Regions from separate parts of the Mus musculus genome. Here all the other regions are linked to region 1. Evidence: chromatin contacts called from public Hi-C, HiChIP or PLAC-seq and capture Hi-C data. All regions are on one chromosome and are shown on one strand. The core of a region is the stretch at or near the end of the contact, and the rest is flanking DNA. Distances in the headings are between cores, read along the strand shown. Region 1 overlaps Msrb3 (methionine sulfoxide reductase B3). Region 2 holds the start of 1700006J14Rik (a long non-coding RNA gene). Region 3 overlaps Hmga2 (high mobility group AT-hook 2). Region 4 overlaps Hmga2 (high mobility group AT-hook 2). Region 5 has its middle 15 kb from the start of Hmga2. Region 6 has its middle 24 kb from the start of Gm34952.

Region 1 (3,183 bases), core at 300-2,799:
CGGGGCCACGGGCTGGCTCTTCGTCACCAAGTGCAGCAGGTTGAAGGCAGACATAGCTGTGGTATCTCCAGCAGAGGCAAAGGCAGCGGCAGAAGCTGAGTAGGAAAGAGGAAACAAAAACAACGAATTAAAACCTCAGGAACGGTAGGCACACTCATGGAACAACTGATGGCTTGGGTTGACCTAGGGCTAAGCGCACGCACAGTGCTAATAAACCATAGTGCGGCGGTTTCGGATGGACAGCTGACTCTCCCTGCCACTGTGAATTCCTGCACTCGCTGAGGAGGCTGGCTTTATCCCCAGTACATATGTGAGTGCAATCGAGGCTCGAAGATCCAAGGACACAGAGCAAACGTGGTGTGGGAAACGCTCATTTAACAGCAGAGCCAAAATGTGTCCTTACGTAGAGACTTGCCCTTTAAGACAAGGGAAAAAAAAAAAAAACAAAAAAACAAAAGATGAAGGACGACTATGAGACTTTGCTCCACAATCCGTTAACTTTGAAGAAGGCATAGGGAAGGTGCCCTTTCGTTTAATTCTATGATTTTTAACCTCTAAATAAAATTCTGGGAGTAGAACTCATGACCCAACATTGAAAGGGGTAGAAAATATTTTACTGAAGTCTTGAGAAATGAATCACGTAGAAGAATCCCCAACCTATACGATATTAAGACAAAAGTCCAGCTTGTGGGGTTTTCATAAGCATGCCACACAGGGCTGTGATTGGTGCGTAAACATCTCACGCAGGGCCATGATTGGTGCGTAAAGATCTCACGCAGGGCCGTGATTGGTGTGGACTAAGTTCAAATGAGATTGAAGAATACTGGGTGATTATCAATCTCTCGTGTTTTATTTAAAAACGCCGTGTTAAGTAACTTCAACTGCCTAATGTCCAAAGATGGAATGAAACTAATGTCTTGATCATTTCCTCGCCGCCACCCCCTCCATTCCCTACCCTGAAATAAAAGTCTTTTCCTGGACTCTCCTGACCCCCTTGAAGAGCAAACATGTGATAAACAGTAATCTATTTGACCAAGTCGCTCTGGAGTATATCTGACCGAAATCTGCTTGTATTAACATGCCTGAACTCTGACTTTCCCAAACTAAACTCACTACAGAAGCAAAACATTTTTGTGTTACTAACTGGAGGGGTTGGGGTGGGGGTGGGGGCTAAGAATCACAATGCGCAGCCTGAGAACCGTTAGACATAAATAAAGATGTCATTTTCACGAGTGACTGCGGAGCAGGCAAAGACTGCATGCCTTTGTAGCAGACTACTGGCTAATAAAAGATCAAAGGTCTATACCTCACAACGCCGTAAATAAAAATGTAAGTTTTTTTTTCCCCCTCCATGAGACCCTTCCCCATGAGGGATAAAGTATGTGCGGTAAATGTAATTACTTAGCAAAGCTGCGGCCTCTCAGTGCTCCCGCAGCTGACCATAAAATGCCTTCCTATTCCGTTTCATCAACCGCTGTACCAGGCGGCCTGGGCGCCTACGGATCACTGTGGCCATCTGGCTTGTGTCAAAGCCAGCACACAGGAAGCAAGGCAGTGACGTCACTCCGCAGGTCAGGCAAAGAACAAAGATGCCGGCTACAATTAAAAGCCTAGGACTGCAAATACCAGGGGCTCAAAGTGGCTGTGATTTAATAGTCCTTACTCGATCTTTTTTTTTTTTTTTCCCCTACCCAAATAGCCAGAGCGCCATCTAGTGGCAAATTGGTCTTGCCCAGTTTGGGGGCGTTTAAACTGCTTTGTTTCCTTTTTGGTGCTTAAAGTCGACCCTGGAAGTGCTATACTAACACCAAGCAGTGCAGCAATGGATAGAGTTACTGACACAGACACCTTGGCTTTTCGGATGTGGAAGAACGAAGGAACACAACCTGTCATGGTGTGAGCCACTCACAAATCTCCCGTGTTATAGGCTGGGCACTGATACAGCCTTAATTACGTGAATGCTCACAAGTATGTTAGAGAAGGTGGGCAAGTTTACAGAATGCTTGTGAAGTGCCCAGCACCCTGGGAATATGTGTCTGAGCCATGGACTGAAAGGCAGTTCTGCCCACCTGTGTCTGCATGCCCTGCTTAGCTCCGTCCAACAGAAGCACCCACGAGATGCGCCTTTAATGTGTCCGGTCCGGGAACAGGAGCATGGTAAACAATATTTTGGGACTGAGGTTTTGAGGGAAGAGAGGGAGGAGTGTGTATTTTTACACTTGCAATAGAAAACGGACCCTGACGACAGATGTAAAATACACAACCCATTCCCAGAAAGATGCCTGTCACCGTGGATGTGTGCTAGCTTTGTTGCCGGACTGCCTGGCTGGAACTCTGTCTGTCTCTGTAACTGCTTGTATGACCTTGGACAAGTTACTTACCTTTGCTTCTCCGACTCTAAAATAGCAGTTCAAAAGAGCAATTAGCTAAAGGGACCTCTCCTAGTATGTGGTATATGTTTTTTTAAAAAAAAGTTAGCTGTCAGATATTTGCTTAGTATTACATGAGCCGGAAAACATTTACGAAAACTAAATCTCCCATCAGTACATTCTGATCCTGGTTTCACCTCTGCTCAACTCTTCCCAGGTCCTCCCAGACCCCTCCTCCCCATCCATCTAACTCCATGCCTTCTTCCTGTGTTTCTCACCACATCCTATCCTGTCCCATGGCCCTGCTGGATGCACTGCTCACGGTTTCCCCAGAACAAGCCTCCGTTGCGAGTCCATGCTCTCTGATACTGTTTCCCACCATCTGCTGGTCACAGCATAGCTTTCCCAGCGCTGACCCTACAGAACGCCTGACGAGCCCCCGGCTCTCCTATGGCAGTTTTCAGGATACTGGTGTGGTTTGCACTCTTGCCTCTTCTAAATTAACGCTGCAGGGCAGGGAGGGGACCTTTTTGTATCTCACTACCCAGCACATGACAACCAAGCACTCAGTCACTTCCTGAGTAGAAGACTCAATGTAAATGATTAACCTATAAAACTGGTTGTTCTGGGCATCTCATTTCCAGTGTTGTCTCCCCCAGCTGCTTTGCTAATGGTGCTAAAAGGAATTGAAATCTGTGACAGTGTATGATTGCCAGCCAGGGCTGTAACAGGTGGGATGCTGAAAAGCACCCTCACTAAAAATTCAAAGATAATTCAAACACCTTATGATTTTCAAAGATTTCTACTTTCCTAT
Region 2 (3,183 bases), core at 274-2,773, 510 kb before region 1:
TTGGAGACTTATATTTGAACACTACAGATGTGTGTGTGTGATACAAAGTAGTGTCACTGAAAAAAAAATTCTCCTTAAGAACCTAGGAGCAACTTGACTCAAAACTGTTTCAAATTAATGTAACAATCTAGCAGGAAAGCTGCCACAAGCATTTGTAACATTTTAATTAAAAAAAAAAAAAGTCATAGAAACATGCATAGCCTGCTGAGACGGAGTAAGAGTACAGAGAAGAATGGTCGAGAACTGGGGATGGCTGAGATGCCGACCCAGTAAGGTTTGGTTTGGTTTTGGTGGGCTTTTTTTTTTCCTTTCTCTTGCAGGGCTTGTGTCTAGCAGCGTGTAACAAGTGCAGGGCTGTAAATTCACTGTAGCATTCAGAGGTAGTATTGAGGAGTGGGGATTATTGCATCTCTGGCTAAAAGTGCAGCGTGAATGCAGAGATGGCAGTCCGAACCAAGATAATGCACCTCGGCTAGCCATCTTATGTCAAAATGAAAGGTGTTACAGGATGTAACACGCAGGCTTCATCTGAGGTAAGTGGTACTGCGGTCTTTCACGGACACTGGTACACAATGAAGAACAGGGAATATAGAGAGGAGAGAGAGGCGAGGGAGAGAAGGGAGGGAGAGAGGACAGAGAGCGGGAGCTGTTTTTATTATTTTTTTTTAAAAAATAGTGTCCTTTATATAGCAAAAGAGATTTCGGTTTCGCTCCTCCCATGTCATCACTTGGGTGGGTTCATTGGGTACTGTTAACCTTTTCATTAAATTCCAAAACAGGATCATTTTACTCAGCTAGTTATCTCCGATGCTTCAAGGCTGACAAGTGTCATTTATGGCTAAGTGGCTTTTGGCTGTGTAGATTTCCCGAGGCGGGAAAGAGAGCTTGTGGGCTTATCACTCCTGCTGCTGTGTATGAGTCCATAAATGGAGGAGTCAACGGTTCTCGTTTACTTCCCTTTTTGAAAAACAAAACAAAGCAAAAAACGAGCATAACCTATTCTGGTTTGCTAGCTGTATGAAAAGATACACCAGCATTTTGTCTCATTCAGAATTGAAAAGTAAAAAAAGAAAAAAAAATCAAGTAAGTGTCTACAAGATTATACACAAAGAAAGGAGAGTAGTGTCTAGTTCTCATCTTTGGTGTCCTAAGCAGATTTTCTATGATCATGGTGGGGGTGGCATCTGAGTGGACACAGAGTCACACACAATGCTTTTCTTATACGAATGCCCCCGGTCACCAGGGTGCCGGTTTAGGGTTTGCATGTAGTGACTGATTAAGCCCACCACAGAGGTTTTCTTCAACCACACACCCTTGCTTATCAGATCCACAAACTATTAGTAAGTTAAGGAAAAAGAAAACAGTCATTAAAAGTTGCATTGTTAAACTGTGTCCCCCGTGTTTACAGCAGTTTTTCACTAAACCTGGGACTGTGAAGGGATTACAAAGTGATTAATATAGTCCTTCTCAAGGTTATGCGATTTCGCCCACCCCGGCCCCGCCCCTCGCCCAGCCCCGCCCCCGCCCCACCCCGCAGGAAGTAGAAAGACCGTGGCAGTTAAGAATAACTGGTCACTGCAGTGTCTTCTCCCTTCAAAAGATCCAACTGATGCTGAGGTAGAAATTGAATGTCGGCGCCCCCTAATCCTCCTCTGCGGACTCTTGCGAGGATGTCTCTTCAGTCTCCTGCAACACACGGAAGGCAGGTGGGTTAGGCCTTGTTTGGGGAACAATGCTTGCCCAGAGTACCACTCCTGTAACCAGGAGTCGCCTGCACCACGCTGAGCTTGCTTAAGCGGAACATGGTGGGGGACACTGCCTGACCTCTATTCCCAGGCACTCAACCCGTGTCATTGAGGAATCAAGGGGTTGTCTTTTTTCCTGGGCTGTTTTTTGTCACTGTTGACTTAAGGCACCATGGCTGCTGGTCAGCAAATTCAATTGTTTACCGTCAGAAGTAGCCTGTGGGGTCTCTGGAGACTTCACTCACCAAGAAAGAGTTGGTTTCTCCCCATGGTGTGCCACAGTCATCGGGTTTAAAAAGCTGCTCTTGAAAGTCAACCCACCCACCAAATGTTGGTAATGGTAGCTGATGCTATTTGAACTTTTGCTAGTTGATGCTGTTTGGGCGTTTGCTAGATGTGTGTGTGTTTTTTTAGATGGGTTCCTTAGTGTACAGACAAACAATATACCCCTTATATATAAGGCAAGTAGGGGCAGGTTTGGGTCAAACAGGGCTGGTATACAACTCCTCAGCCAAGGCTGTGGGAGAGCGACAGCAGACCCATCCTGCAAGTACATTGCTCCTGAGAGCAGTTTCCTTATTTTTACATTTATTAAAACACATTTTGAGGCAATGGGCTAAGTTTGACATAACTGTTCAATCTCAATACTAAATCCGTCAACATCAGGCAAACATTTAACGGTGGGCCAGCCAAGCAGAGAAAACCTAATATATATGTTTTCTCAGGGCCTCTCGCCCATATAAATCTAACTCCACCCCAGCCCCCCTTTCCCCTCATTCCTTATGGCTCTGGAATTTGTTGGGGTTCCTGCAAGCTGGTGTGAGCTACAAAGTTCTTTTTAACTTCTGCTTATTTAACAAACCTGCAATACCTTTCAGGACATGGGCGGTAAAGCGGAGCTAATAAACATTTCCGATAAAGAGTGTCGTTAGTGGGAGGATGATTTTTATCAAACGCTGCCGGCTGGCTCCAAAGACGGCATGTGAAACAGATCTGGGAGAGGGGTAAACATTTACTCCAGCAGCCAATGAAGCCCCTTTAAGAATGGCCAGCTTACAACAGCCTTCATACTTTAATAGATTTGATTTTCCACATGGCTTCATTTCGTCTGGGTGGCTAACTGACACAATTTATACCCCGCTTCCTTTCCCAGGTCACTACAGTATACCACTCAGTAAAGTATGCCTCAGAGCCCGTCTGTGCTACACAACCGAGCTCCCATTCATTAGTGTCTGAAACACTTCAGCTGTGAAGGGGTTCCTAAATGTTACCATGTGTGACGCTTCTTCGAAATCATAGCAAATCAGGGGAGGGGAGGGGAGGGGAGGAGAGAAGCCTTCATGGCAGGAGGCTCATGCCCTCCCATGAATTCGAGCACGTGCACACACACACACACACACACACACACACACAGAGTCGTGGAGCCTCTATCCTGGCT
Region 3 (3,183 bases), core at 387-2,886, 470 kb before region 1:
TGCAAGCTTAGCCATCAAAAGACCCATCTGTAAGACATTAAGATGTCAGGGAGGTTTTCCTTGTCTCATCTTCACATTTCCCGATTCTTCATTTCCACCTCTTTCTAGGCTTTTTGTTCCTTTGCTTCCAAGCTGTCTTCTAACTTCTGGAGATCAATTTAGGAGTGCCCGTGCATTGCAGGGAAGAAGCCTCAGTCAGCCAAGTCTTAGAGATTCACCAGCCAGCACAACTGATTCGACCAGCCTCTGAAGAATGGGACTCAGTCTTCAGCCTCCTCTATCGGAGGAGGAATGTCCCAGGCTCAGGAAGATAGCCCCCCCCCCCCCCCCCCCAGTCCTTGTAAACACAGAACTCTCCTCTCGCTTCCCATAAAAACTGCCGTGTGTTCTGTTACCCAGCCGCTCTTCTCCCTCCTAGTGCCTCAGCTCAGGCTGCTGAGACACTCACTCACTCATGTGGCAGAGGGGGACTATAAGCCACACTGACACAAGCTCTTGCCAATCCACCACTCGTTAAGACTCTGTTAACACACTTCAGTAAAGTCTGTTTTATGGAATCTCCAGTTGCACAGTGTAAACACAAAGAGAGGGGAACTCCTCAAAATATGCAGCTCACAGCGGGAATTAAAAGGCTCACAAAGAAACAGCCAGGTGTGGCAGAATTGGAGCTACCTTGAGTAAAGGAGGAAGTACTATTTATAAGTTGCATGGCAGCGAACAGATACAGGGGAAGGAAAAGGAGGAAAGGCTGGTGTCATGGGGCGCTGGAGAGGCAGGAGCAGCGTGTGTATGTATTTTGAGCATCTTATTTATGAAATTAAATCACACCAGAGCCAAGACTGTGGTTACTACAGGTATAAAAGCACCTGAAACCCTGCCCAGCCTCTGTGTTGTAAGCTGTCTTCCCAGGCAAACCTCCATGTCTGCCTCTGTAGGCACCTTTGTCAGCTTTGCCAAAGAGTGCCACATAAGATGGCTGTACAACTGAGAGCGAGTAACTTATCCTAAAATGAGACCCAGTGGGTCCCTGATGTTGAAAAAGACCATAAATAAAGAACTAACTTTGGAAATTCCTCAAGGTGAACATGAGATAAGAGAATGATCTAAAGATGTCAACACCAGTTAAGGGACTGCCTTGAATACTGCTCTTCTTGAATGGCGATCTCTAGGAGGAGCATGTGTGTGTGTGTGTGTGTGTGTGTGTGTGTGTGTGTGTGTGTGTGTGTGTATAGATATGGAAATAGCATCAAAATATCTACTAACAACAACAAAAAAAAACCTGGGAAATAATTAAGGAGGTGTTTCAGAGGCGATAGGCAAAAAGAATTATTTGAAAGTCTCAACCCTTTATTCCGATCTATGCCTGTAATGTAGGAAACTGACCTGGACGAGGAGGAGAGGAGGAGGAGGAGGAGGGGAGGAGGAGGAGGAGGGGAGGAGGAAGGAAGGGAAGCAACATTTATCACAATATTGAGAGCAAGCCAGGAATGCTACATGCATCAGAACTTCTGGCAAGGCCCCTGTAAGATAGTTCTCATCAAGCCCCACCTAGCAGACAAGGAAACTGCCATTCAGGAAAGTTAAGGGCTCTGACTGGGGTCAAGCAGCCAGTGAGTAATGTGACTCTGATTCAGACTCAGGTCTGACTCTGAAGCCCATATTCTTTCAATTATACCACGCTGCTTATTAAAGGGCTGAATACTACGCCTTGTGAGAAAAAGCTAAAGGGAGTTCTATAACTCATGTTGGACAAAAAAAGACTGGAAAATGATATAATGATTTTGAAGTACTGTCTAGGAAGGATTAACCTAAAGGATGGTAACCAGCTGTTTTGAAAGCTGCTCTGAAGAAAGAGAATAGGAAACGGGCTTCAGCCGCCACAGCAAAAAGAGAAGCTGCCTTTCCAGAAGGCTCCCTTGCGCTGGAGTTAGTAGCTGAGGAGAGAACGCCGCTGTGGAATTTTCTTCCTGTGCAAGTCAAGATGGCTGACCCAGAAGAGAGAAAAAGAGGAGTTTCCCTACACGGAGAGTATTAAATGAAGAAGTGGGCAAGAGAAAAGGGAGAAGAGGAAGTCTTCCTTGGAATCGCAAACCAGGACAGATGATGAGGGAAAGGGGCAACTGGAGAAAGGCTGGACCGGCCATAATGGCAATTGTGATCACAAATAGAAACAGAAGCTGTAAGTCCATCTAGCCTAGAGCTGTCTCCTTTGGTAACGTTCTTCCATGCAATCAGGAGGGGCTGAGTTGGACCCCAAGCACCGCATAAAGCTGGTAACAGAGCCTCAGCTCATAGCAGTCACTGAGACCTTTGTATGACTCCGGGATGGAAGTGCCATTCAGGCTATAAAAATCAGCTGTAGACAGCCCCGCCTGCCAGAACTCAAAGGCCCAATCATCAGAGTCCATAATAGTTCTGGGAAAGTCCAAAACTGTACTAACCTTACATTTTAGCTTCTGTAGTTCCTCTCCTGGCTAACGGCTCTTGTTAACTGAAGTCCATCAACTCAGAAGACGGTTTTCGTGCTTAAAACCACTCCCTAAGAAGGCTCAGGGCTATACTGCCATCCCGAGCGCCCAGTGTAGTCGATGGCTGGCTAATAAAGATGTTCTATTGTCTTACACTCAAGTCAGAGCAGTATTCTCTGGGAAATAATCCGCAACAATAGAGGTGCATGCTGGTAATCTTAGCAACGGCGAAGCAGAGGCAGGAGGAGCCCTGGCAGGAGAGGCTCACAGGTTACCATTCTAACCGAATCAGCAAGCCCAGGTCTCATTAGGAGACCGTCTCAAAACAGAAGGTGGACAACGCTTGGGGAATGATACCTCAGGTGAACTAACCCCTGACTCATACATGTACACACATGCACACACACACACATGCATGCACGCACACATACACATGCACACATATATATATACATGCACACATACATATACATGCACATACACATGTGCGCACGTGCACACACACACACACACACACACTCACACTGGAACATTCCCAGAGAAAGTCTGGAGTAACTAACTGTGCCTATAGAACCTGCTTCTCCAAAGATATTTTCACACTATATCTTCATTTAAAAGGGAGAATTTAAGAATGGTCCTGCTTCCACGCAAGAACTCATTAAAGCATTTAAAGGCTAACTGAGCACTTGAGGGCCTTTTTGTACTCTCAAAATAG
Region 4 (3,183 bases), core at 424-2,923, 420 kb before region 1:
ACAGTGAGTTCATCTTTTGGGAGATAATCCAAAATTGGGTCAAAAAGTCCTTTCAAGGGGCTGAGCTCAAATCTATTTTAGAAAGCAGACTGCCATTTCCAGAAGTGAAGAGGCAGAGGCTGAAGTGACACGAGGCGCAATCCTTTGGGGGCCTGTGAAATAGACCTATCACCAACTTACCAAGCCTCGAAACGTAAGCTCGCATTTGAAACTAATTGGGGGCAGTGCTTTAGTGACTGCAGGTTGTGTGCACTTAAACCCAGCACTCAGGAGGCAGAGGAGGGCAGATTTCTGAGTTCGAGGCCAGCCTGGTCTACAAAGTGAGTTCCAGGACAGCCAGGGCTATACAGAGAAACCCTGTCTAGGAAAAGAAAACAAACAAACAAACAAACAAAAACCCCACAAACCGTCAGATTTAAGAGAAATCGAAAAGCCGAAGAATGAATGCCCACCTACATTCAGAGAGCTTGCTTTATAACATAGAACTTATGTACAGTAAAGAAAAACTGCATTCTAGATGCTAAATATTAAATATTGCTTTGGCCTGAAATGGAATAAATGCCAAGAACTAGAGCGAACGTATGCACGCTTGCCGGACAAAGCTGCTCGTGTATGTCTTCTCCTCACGGGGCTCCTCACACCAATGAGAAAGCTTTGTCGTGTACGCATGGGCCTGGCGGCTGGCGACAGTGAGTGACTTGCTATCTGAGCCCAGGCAGGCTATTAATGACTCTGTCTGCTCAGTTCTCTCCTGTCTCCAGTGCTACAGGTCAGAGGTCAAACATACAGGCCTATGTGCTCACCTGTTCACACACATATATATATGTATTCATCACGAGCTAGGATCTGCATATGAGAGAGAACGTGTGATTTTCTTTCTGGGTTACAAGTCCATCCATATTCCTGCAAATTCTACAACTTCATTTTTCTTCACAAGTGGATAATATTCCATTGTGTTAAGTGTAGCACACTTTCAGTATCCACTCCTCTGTTGACGGACATTTGGCTTGTTCCATCTTGCTATTTTAGGTAGAGTGGAAGTAAACGTCAACTATATCTACTGGTAAGACATGGAATATTCTTGTGCAACAGCTGGGTGGTGTGGAAGCTCTGATGGTTTTTTAAAAGCATATTATTATTGAAAGTTTTTAAGGGAAAATAAATGATCTTGTATTTACCAATTCCATTTAGCTGACTTCAAAAAAAAAAAGTTATATATCAAGGTTGTTTTGTTCCCTCTGACCCCCATTCAACCTTAAAATTGTCTGCATTCTGACTACTGGATAACTCTTCCTAAACATTGAAGTTATATTTCAAGTTATATTTCAAGGCAAGTGTTGTTACAATGGGTACAAGTTTTTCAAAAGGAAGCATACATCTGGAGAGTAAAGAAATGGAAATGGAGACCTTTTCTGTCAAGTAGATTTCCAGGTTCTTCAGCACATGGGTGCTTAGAATCCTTGAAAGGAAACAGTTTCCGTTGGTCTGATGAGATCCAAATTTATTTTGAGTTAGTATCTCCTGCTAGGTCCTCAAATCATCACTTATGTTATGAGATGGCTACAAAACAGGCAAGACAAAAACTCCCTTCTTGTTGATCTAGACTCTTCAAATGTGTGACTAACAAACGAAATGACATCACTTTCCTGTGTGCCGCAAGCTCTTTTTAATAAAAGTAAATGCCCCTGGAAGGAGGCGAAGTGGAAATGTATATTTTTAACTTAACATCCTGCACACACCCCATTGCCAAATAAAGACTATCAGCAGCCAAGGAAACAGCTGGGACTGTTAGTGACTTTCTAGTGACCCTCTAAAGTCGGCACCTGATCCTTGGGTCAGTTTCTGGGTCAATTTTATGATCTCCAGAATATTTTTTTTCCTTTTGAAAAAAGTAAGCATTAATTTCTATTAAGGTGTATTTTTCTCTCTTGAAAAGGTTCTAAAAATAGACCAGGTAAAGGCACTGCTAGTCTTCGCCCTCTTATTCCATGTGCTATTCCCTTGCTTCTCTTCTCCCAGAGGCCCTACTGGCCTTCCTAAGAAACATCTGGATGGTATGCTTCTCAAGTGAAGAGAGCATCTTTCCTATTTCCTTATGTTCCTGAGCCTGAATCCCACATTCTCAGATGTTTTCTAAACATTTTCTGTCTCTGGACCAGTTCAATGATAAGCGCCTCTTCAAGGCAAAATGGAGACACACAGGTCCTACCTGAATGTTGTGGGTAAGAGAACTGACTACTGGGATGATACAGATGCTCTGAGAACTAGAACTGTCAAGTTTCTACACGTACATACTAGGTAAACAGCATACAAAGTACTTCTCAAATTAAATTAAGGCACAACATCAAACTTCTACTATAAAGAGAAAGGGTTTTGGCATCAATGTAAAAAAATTTTCCCTGAGTGTGAACAGACATAAAACCTAGTTTAACATCACCAGTAAGCAAGTCTTAACCTTCATGATAAGCAATAGACACACGCTGAAGACTCGGTACACCAAGGGAATGTGGTCAGCATGGAGTGTGATTCTCACTGGGCCTCATGCTGTGTATAATTGAAGTGCAGGCTGTAGTTAGCGTTAAGGGGGGAGCATGCCAATGTGTTAAATATGATCTCTAATGTTTACCAAGCACCACACCTTGGGAGTTGGACTGAGCCTTCGCACACTTCTCACTTAACACTCACACAAATTCTGAGACTCGTACCTTGTCCAGAGGAGAAATGGAGCCTTGGGATGATCACATAATTTGTTTAAGATGATACTTAGTTGAGTGGTGGGTCAAAAACTTGAACCCCCAAGCCCCCCAAACCCTGCTCCTTGGCCTTGGCTATGAAGGAAATGTAAGTTCTGTTCTCTCACTTCTTATTTGCATACACAGAGACTGAAAATCCAGAAAACTATCAAAATTATAAATCTGCAAACTATTCAAACCAGCAGCAGAAGAGACCAAAGGAAGCAATGGACAATAGTGGTCCTAACCATCTCTAGTCAAGATGCTCATGGGGTCACTGGACCCTCCAGAGTCCTTCTAGCCATCTCTAGTTAAGATACTCATGGGATCACTGGACCCACCACTTCCTCATCCTTTCTAAGGGGCAGAGCTCTCTTCAGGTTCACACATTTTTGGCAAACCAACTCTTGATTAAATACCCAACTACTGATCCTCATTAGATTAAACGCTC
Region 5 (3,183 bases), core at 240-2,739, 380 kb before region 1:
TTCTCAACCTGTGGCTCGTGACCCCTTTGGCAAACAAACCTCTGTCTCCAAAAATATTTACGTTACAATTCACAACAGGAGCAAAACTACAGTCCACGGGTGTCTCTGCCTGCCTTTCTCTTTCCACGCTCTGCGGGTGCTCAGCCTCTTCCTCTCGCCTAGAATGGTTACCTCATCTTCAAAGTATGGCCACTCCACCTCAAGTTCAGCAGCCACGTGCTAGACAAAACAGGAGCAAAATAAGGAAAACAGACTGGTCCAGAAATCCACAGCAGATTTTCACAAGGTCAGTCTCAGCTCCAGATGAGAGAGGCTGCAAAAATAAAAAATAAAATAAAAAAGTAAATAAAATATAAAATGTTTTACTACTCTGAATAAGTTCAGTTGGAATTTGTTTGCTCATTGAGATAAGGTCTTGCTTGCTCTGCAAGTCAGAAAGATCTTCAACTCTCTCTGTAGCCCAGGCTAATTCACATTTTATGATGCCCCTGCCTTAGCCTTATTGGGATTAGAGCCATGTGCCACCACACCTGATTGAGAATCTGTCATTTGAATATATATATACATATATATACACATATACATATATACACGTATACACGTATACATATATACACACACACATATATGTGTGTATGTATATGTGCATATATATACATATATGTGTATATATATGTCTGTGAGCTGGGTGTATGTACATGTGCTCCTTCACATACTTGGGGCACACTTGTGTGTACAGGTACTCATGTGCACAAGCCTGTGGAAACCTAAGACTGCTGCTGGATAGCATCCTTAATGGCTTTCACATTTTATCTGAGGGTCTCTCGAGGTGTGGAGCTTAGCCAGTCAGCTTGCTCTGGGAATACCCCTGCCTCTACTTCTGCTTGCTGGGGTCACAGGTGGACACCAGGCCTACTCAGCTTTTCTGGGGGCCTTGAGAGTATGGACCCTGTGTCTCACGCTTGTCCCACAGGTGCTTCAGTGATTTTTAAAGAAAGAAGTCAACAGATAAATTCTGGGTAGCGGCTAGCAATGTTTGATACAAAAGAACAGTTTTGGTATAATCCAACACTCTCGTTTTTAATCATTTCAGCTTCTAATAATTTCAGATTTTAATATAGTCTCCCAAATGGAGACCTTGAGGAAGATGCTACTGGGGGAAGGGATGGAATGTTTGAGATCTAAGATGCCCTGAAGTTTGAGTGCAATAATGAGTTCACCGTGTTAGTAAATAGGAAGCAAGATGCCATTGAGACAGAACTGAGCGGGGAGGGAAACTGGACTGTTGTTTTCAATAATTCACTCCCTTCCTCTGTAAAATTACACTCTCTTGCTCTTTCACTCTGGAAGCCAAGCTTTGCGATACTGGCTGTATTGAAGTTGGGTTTGGTGACAGGAAATTTTTGGACAGCAGTTGGAAAGCAGAAGTGTCATGTGCCAGATCCAGGCCACAGGCTGTTCCTGCTTGTCATCTGAGAGTGGACACTCCACCACGTCAGAAACAGTCTCAGTCCTGCAATGAAGACACATGAAATAATATCAGAATGGATGCCTCGCCCTACAGAGTGAGGACTGGGTGCCAGTGGTCGAAGCCACTGGGCTTTGTGGTTGCTTATAATGCTGTTTGAGGGAAGGGCCATTGGTTCCAGTACTGGTAGTCATCTTCCGGAGCACAGGGAAGTGATGTCACTCCCACTAGGATGCTGCGCTCCCACTAGGATGCTGCGCTCCCACTAGGATGCTGCGCTCCGATCATAAACGCATACGGCGGAAGTGTTGCTGAGGGCACAGGGCCACTGGCGCATTGACATGTTGCTTCTTGAGATGTGATACAGTTGCTTGAGGAAACAAACTCTCATGAGAACCTTAAGAGTACAATTTCCACAGGGCTCGTCCTTAGGGACCTCAGAGTCAGCTCGAGACAACCCCAAGTCCAGTTCTCAGCATAAAGATTTATTTGTCTCAAATGGACAGAGAGCAGGGAATTAAAGACAGAGGCAAGAGTTAGAGAGAGATGGGGAAAGGAACAAGGGAGAGGGGAGAACGGGAGCAAGGGGAGTGTAATGGTATATTAGTCCAGGGTGGGGGTGGGACATAACAAAGGACTGCCTCTGGATAGAGAGAAGACAGCCATGACCCATAGACAAATGTTGGTTTATAAAGGTGAAAGGGGAAATCACATGTTAGGATGAGTTGACTAATTTTAATTGGGCACGATAATTAAAGTGGCCAAAAGGGGGCTTTTGATGGTTGGACTTCAATGCTTTGATAACTGGACCTTGGTGGTCAGCCTCAGGGGGAGGAAGTGGCCAAATAAGGGACTAGCCCTTGGTGGCTAGCTTTAGGAATGTCATCTAATGGCTCTTAGCAAGGCAGAGGGAATAGAAGAAGTGCAAGGCTTTCCAGAGCCATGTTTGTCATGCTCATACCAACTAGAGTTTCTTCACTCAGCATGTCTATTCATATTACATATCATTTATGTATGTGTATATAAACAAAATGTAAACATCCACACAACCATACTGGCTAAAACACGGAAAAAGCACAAACATAAAATGTTCACGATCCGGTAACTGGAAAAATAAAATATCTGTCCATTCACGATATGGGATAGTACTCAACACTGAAAAAGACACGAAGCACTGGCATGCGCTACAACATGCTACAACCGTGTATGATTCTTGGAAAGAATATGCTGAGTCAGACTCTGAAGGATACTATTGTAAAATTTCATTAATGGGTTAGTGGTTAAGAACACTTACTGCTCTTCCAGAGGCCTGGAGTATCCATGTTGGACAGCTCACAACCATCTGTAGTCTCAGCTGCAGGGAATCTGAGGTCTGACCTCTGTGGCCAGTGAACATAGACTCACGGGCCCAGACGCATGCGTGCACATGCGCACATCCACCCCTCCCCCCTCACTCATATTAAATCTTTTAAAATAGTCTATTTATGTAAAATATCCAGAATTGCCAAAAGTACTGGTAAGGAAAGTCTATTCCTGTTCTGTGAGGAACAGAAAGCAGTGAAGAGCAGCTGCTGGCACTCAGACCTTCGCCTTTCAGAACGAGTAAAGGAATTCTACAGCTGGTTGTAGTAACGATTTCACAACTGTGAGTACACTAAAAACTAGTGAACTGGGCGCTCTAAACAGGCACATTGTTTGAGATGTAAACGGAATTT
Region 6 (3,183 bases), core at 307-2,806, 320 kb before region 1:
GAGACTTGTGTACTTACTCAGAGACAAAATAAAGACCAATATTGCCTCAGAAGAGATACGTAGAAATCCATTGCTAGATGAAATAAATGGTCTTGACTATCAACCTCTTACAGGGGTCTTTTTTGTTCAGGAATACTGTCATGAACTGCTCTTCACTGTTCTGTGTTGCTGCTAAAAATTAAATTTTCCTAAAAATGTAAACTTATAACTTCTGTTCATACTTTAAATGAGATATAATTCTAATAACTTATTTTGCTGTTTTATTTTGGTTTTTTGTTTGTTTTTTTGTTTTGTTTTGGGTTTTCTGTTTGTTTGTTTGTTTGTTTGTTTGTTTGTTTGTTTGTTTTAGACAGGGTCTCTCTAGTTTTGTTCTGGAACTCAATATGTAACCCAAACTAGCCTTAAACTCATGATCTGCCTGACTCTGGCTCCTAGTGGCTGGGATGAAAGGCACATAGCACCATGTCCAGCTGGGATGATCCTAAGTTAGTCTTTTCTCTTTTGCTGCAACAACAACAACACAACAAAATACCCCAGGCTGGGTATTTTATAGAGAAATAAGGGTTATTTGACTAAAAGTTATGAAAACTGAAATCCCAAGATCAGGCAACTTCTTTGGTTTGGGCTCTGAGGAGCCTTAAGCTCGTCACCTCATGGACGGCTGAAAGGAAACGCACGTGGGAGAGGGAGCAGTTATATGATGACATAGGAAGCTAGACAAGATCAGGACCACAACTCATCTCGTCAGAACTAACCAGGGTTCCACAAGAACCACCTTAACCTAGCAGGTTTTGAGACTGGTGTCCCAAAGACCTAATTACCTCCAGGTAGGGTCTGCGTACCCCCATCCACATTGGTACCGTAAGGCCCAGGCACCACTGGACGACAAATCCTGTGTAAGGCAGAGCAGTTGATGTCTTCCACCTTTGAGCAATTCCTGTCCAGTTTGCTCTCTTGCTCACAGCTCAGACTTTCATACCAGAAGATCACCAATGATTCCTCAGAGTGAGGAAACATTGTTAGGGTGGAGAAAGCTGTGAGCCTGAGTTGTTTAGTGGCAGTCTCAGGGCTTCTGTGTTCTCCCTTGTATGTATAATATGTATCTTAGTGCTGCCGACTAAGTTTAACCTATTCCTTTTAAAGGACTCGAAGTTATGCTGAGACACGCCCCCTCCCCGTAACCCCCCCTCCCCCATCTTTTCTTGGAGTGTTTTACCTACAGAAAACCACAGCCAATCAAAATGCTGAACTGTGGAGCACAGCCTTAATATTTTTAAGTGTGTGAAAAAGAATGTTTAGAGAGCCTCATGCAAAAAGCTGTTTCGCTTGAACTCAACATCTCCAAACACACAGCCACAGTTAGTTATGCACCGGGAACACACCATCACCCTCCCCGAAATCTCACACTGTAGTTGATTATAAGTATAAATCAATACATGTACCCCGCAGATCGATGGCGAAGAGCCTTAACGATTCCCGCAAAGCCGCCTTTATAGAGTGGAGGAGAATACACAGCTGACAGGGAACCGCTGGGTTATGGCGACCACCCAGGTGGTGCCAGAAGTTGGAAGTAACCCTCCTCCCCCCTGCCCTCCATCAACGCAGCTCAGAACGAATTGGCTTTTCAGGAATGCTGAGAGAAAAGGAAAAGCCGGCCAAATCTTCCCGGCAGAAGTAGTTCCGATCCGGGGATTAGAGTCTGTCAATTAGGGGTGTCCGAATGGGACGGAGGGAAGAAAGAAGGAAGTGCTGCTTAAGTGTCAGGGGAGACTCTTATTTATTTTTATTTTGATTTGATTTTATTTTATTTTTAGGAGGGGGAGCAAGCGCTGGGAACGATTTTTCTTATTCTGCTTGGAAAGGAGTCAGTCCTGATCCAGATTTCCTTCCGGAAGAAACGAATCAAGGACCTTGCTGGCGGAGGGTTGGGAATGGGGGTGGGGGACAACCCTAGGTGGCCCGAGCGTGGTACGGCCTTGTCAGAGGCTATTGTACGGCTAGACCCAAGGCCGTTTCGGTACCCACGCAGCCACTTGCAGGACCGAGCGTGTCTGGATGAGCCAACTGGCCTCCCTCCGCGCCGAGCGCCCCAGCCGTCTGCTCTGCGCACGGGGTCAGGGGGCCCGCGCCGGCAGGGGCGCCTTTGAAGTCTCGGCAGCAGACTGGGTGGGAGATGGATGACCTAGGAGGGACAGGGACGAAGGGGCCCAGCCTGGTTCCCACGATCCGCGGCTCGAGGGGCCACCGCGCAATGCGGGCCGTTGCTGGGGCAGAATGAGAATGAGAGCACGTGGGTGATCTCGGAAAATGCGCGCGCGGGGATATGATCCCTAAATGTGAGCCAGGAGATTTAGCGCATGACGAACCCTAGGGAACGCACAGAAGGCGGCCACCACCGGGAGGGAGGAGGCTGTGACTCTAGGTAGCCTCGGTGAGAGTGAAGGTGGTGTACGTAAGAGGACCCGGAGTAGGATGGAGAGTGTCCTACTGGTTAGGGGGTGGGGTAGGTGTACGTCAGGAGAGGGGACCCGGCAGCGTGCGGGCTCCATGCTGCTGTGCAGATCGGTGTAGCCGTGGGTGCAAGCAGAGAAAAGGCGACCCCGACAGAGGCACGGGGCCCCTGGCCTGGACCGCTGGGCGGCGTCTGCGGAGCATCTGAGCTCAGCCTCCGGGAGCGGGGTTGGAGGGACTAGTTGCAGAGCAGCGACGCCAATGAAGTTGGTAACTTTTTCCCAAAGAGGAAAAAGAAACCGCCAAACAAGGGTCCCCTAGAAGGGTGGGAGCAGTGGCCCAGTTGCCGATAGACTCCACCCCCTCCAGACTCCGCCCCCCTCAGACTGAGGGGCGCCCGGCCTGCAGCCAATGGGCAAATCTACGTTAGGCGTGACTTTGTGGTTCGACCTGAGCCAGGCATGGAGCTGGCTGGTTTCACCTAGTCCAGACTTTGGGTCTGGAGAGAGCTGAAGGTGCTGACTGGCAAGTCAGGGAGCCTGCATCCTCCCGTGGCTTCCTCCAGCCTTTTTGGACATAGATCATAATCTGCCCAGAGACATGTTAGGTAGAGATTACATGCTAAAGGTTCTCCTGAGAGAGAAGAAGCAGTGTTCTCTCTTGCCCTAACTTACTTCTCAAGAGCTCCTCATGTAAGTTTACAAACACATCTGTTCAAAACGGTCAAATATT

Evidence for each region. A called contact is a pair of places that touch in the nucleus more often than the background predicts. HiChIP or PLAC-seq counts read pairs in DNA pulled down with a chosen protein or histone mark. Capture Hi-C pulls out chosen DNA fragments and counts their contacts.
Region 2: an H3K4me3 HiChIP or PLAC-seq map of bone marrow-derived macrophages shows a contact between it and region 1, with 5 times the contacts expected there. The contact joins the promoter of 1700006J14Rik here to the enhancer-like site in region 1. A contact is called at or near these places in 2 of 15 datasets of contacts at CTCF or cohesin (the NIH/3T3 cell line and stem cell-derived epiblast-like cells), 6 of 484 Hi-C or Micro-C datasets (the C2C12 cell line, bone marrow-derived macrophages, cerebellar granule neurons and 2 more), 8 of 115 datasets of contacts at active chromatin or transcription factors (astrocytes, bone marrow-derived macrophages, craniofacial prominence and 4 more) and 1 of 9 other capture datasets (embryonic stem cells).
Region 3: an H3K4me3 HiChIP or PLAC-seq map of craniofacial prominence shows a contact between it and region 1, with 6 times the contacts expected there. The contact joins two enhancer-like sites. A contact is called at or near these places in 2 of 15 datasets of contacts at CTCF or cohesin (the NIH/3T3 cell line and stem cell-derived epiblast-like cells), 2 of 484 Hi-C or Micro-C datasets (embryonic stem cells and uterus), 10 of 115 datasets of contacts at active chromatin or transcription factors (cardiomyocytes, craniofacial prominence, embryonic basal ganglia and 6 more) and 1 of 9 other capture datasets (embryonic stem cells).
Region 4: a Hi-C map of bone marrow-derived macrophages shows a contact between it and region 1, with 18 read pairs. The contact joins two enhancer-like sites. A contact is called at or near these places in 12 of 39 promoter capture datasets (the 3T3-L1 cell line, 3T3-L1-derived adipocytes, the HPC-7 cell line and 8 more), 1 of 15 datasets of contacts at CTCF or cohesin (the NIH/3T3 cell line), 5 of 484 Hi-C or Micro-C datasets (adipose-derived mesenchymal stem cells, bone marrow-derived macrophages, gonadal supporting cells and 2 more), 12 of 115 datasets of contacts at active chromatin or transcription factors (bone marrow-derived macrophages, cardiomyocytes, craniofacial prominence and 7 more) and 1 of 9 other capture datasets (embryonic stem cells).
Region 5: a contact with region 1 is called in a Hi-C map of bone marrow-derived macrophages, with 20 read pairs. The contact joins two enhancer-like sites. A contact is called at or near these places in 13 of 484 Hi-C or Micro-C datasets (the 3T3-L1 cell line, the AML12 cell line, bone marrow-derived macrophages and 6 more) and 10 of 115 datasets of contacts at active chromatin or transcription factors (bone marrow-derived macrophages, cardiomyocytes, craniofacial prominence and 6 more).
Region 6: a contact with region 1 is called in a capture Hi-C map of embryonic tail, with 5 times the contacts expected there. The contact joins two enhancer-like sites. A contact is called at or near these places in 15 of 484 Hi-C or Micro-C datasets (bone marrow-derived macrophages, embryonic cerebral cortex, embryonic fibroblasts and 6 more), 22 of 115 datasets of contacts at active chromatin or transcription factors (acute myeloid leukemia, bone marrow-derived macrophages, cardiomyocytes and 10 more) and 3 of 9 other capture datasets (embryonic stem cells, embryonic tail and embryonic trunk).

What each region holds. Positions count from the first base shown.
Region 1 is chr10:120,871,057-120,874,239 of GRCm38.p6, forward strand. Msrb3 (methionine sulfoxide reductase B3) reads right to left here. Exons shown (of 7, transcript NM_177092.4): 2 at 1-95. The coding sequence starts at 54. Among named protein-coding and RNA genes, the nearest start is that of Gm15910, 15 kb to the left of the region's middle. Within about 2 kb of position 1,550, at least 93 of the 459 cell types and tissues checked have an H3K27ac peak or open chromatin away from gene starts, as enhancers often do. A contact at or near this core is called in bone marrow-derived macrophages, craniofacial prominence, embryonic heart and 3 more, where this site is marked.
Region 2 is chr10:120,362,611-120,365,793 of GRCm38.p6, forward strand. It overlaps 1700006J14Rik (a long non-coding RNA gene), which reads left to right and starts at 1,524. Exons shown (of 7, transcript XR_003948966.1): 1 at 1,524-1,706. It overlaps Hmga2 (high mobility group AT-hook 2), which reads right to left. Exons shown (of 5, transcript NM_010441.3): 5 at 1-1,686. The coding sequence ends at 1,642. It overlaps Gm40783 (a long non-coding RNA gene), which reads left to right and starts at 1,746. Exons shown (of 2, transcript XR_872121.2): 1 at 1,746-3,183.
Region 3 is chr10:120,398,410-120,401,592 of GRCm38.p6, forward strand. All of the region lies in intron 3 of Hmga2 (high mobility group AT-hook 2), which reads right to left. Among named protein-coding and RNA genes, the nearest start is that of 9230105E05Rik, 10 kb to the left of the region's middle. Within about 2 kb of position 1,637, at least 42 of the 459 cell types and tissues checked have an H3K27ac peak or open chromatin away from gene starts, as enhancers often do. A contact at or near this core is called in craniofacial prominence and embryonic limb bud, where this site is marked.
Region 4 is chr10:120,455,523-120,458,705 of GRCm38.p6, forward strand. The region is part of intron 3 of Hmga2 (high mobility group AT-hook 2); the gene reads right to left. It overlaps Gm51785 (a long non-coding RNA gene), which reads left to right. Exons shown (of 4, transcript XR_003948969.1): 1 at 1-3,183. Among named protein-coding and RNA genes, the nearest start is that of Gm51785, 6.1 kb to the left of the region's middle. Within about 2 kb of position 1,674, at least 3 of the 459 cell types and tissues checked have an H3K27ac peak or open chromatin away from gene starts, as enhancers often do. A contact at or near this core is called in bone marrow-derived macrophages, where this site is marked.
Region 5 is chr10:120,490,227-120,493,409 of GRCm38.p6, forward strand. No RefSeq gene overlaps it. Among named protein-coding and RNA genes, the nearest start is that of Hmga2, 15 kb to the left of the region's middle. Within about 2 kb of position 1,490, at least 5 of the 459 cell types and tissues checked have an H3K27ac peak or open chromatin away from gene starts, as enhancers often do. A contact at or near this core is called in bone marrow-derived macrophages, where this site is marked.
Region 6 is chr10:120,550,480-120,553,662 of GRCm38.p6, forward strand. No RefSeq gene overlaps it. Among named protein-coding and RNA genes, the nearest start is that of Gm34952, 24 kb to the left of the region's middle. RefSeq lists an enhancer at 1,479-3,118. Within about 2 kb of position 1,557, at least 93 of the 459 cell types and tissues checked have an H3K27ac peak or open chromatin away from gene starts, as enhancers often do. A contact at or near this core is called in bone marrow-derived macrophages, craniofacial prominence, embryonic heart and 3 more, where this site is marked.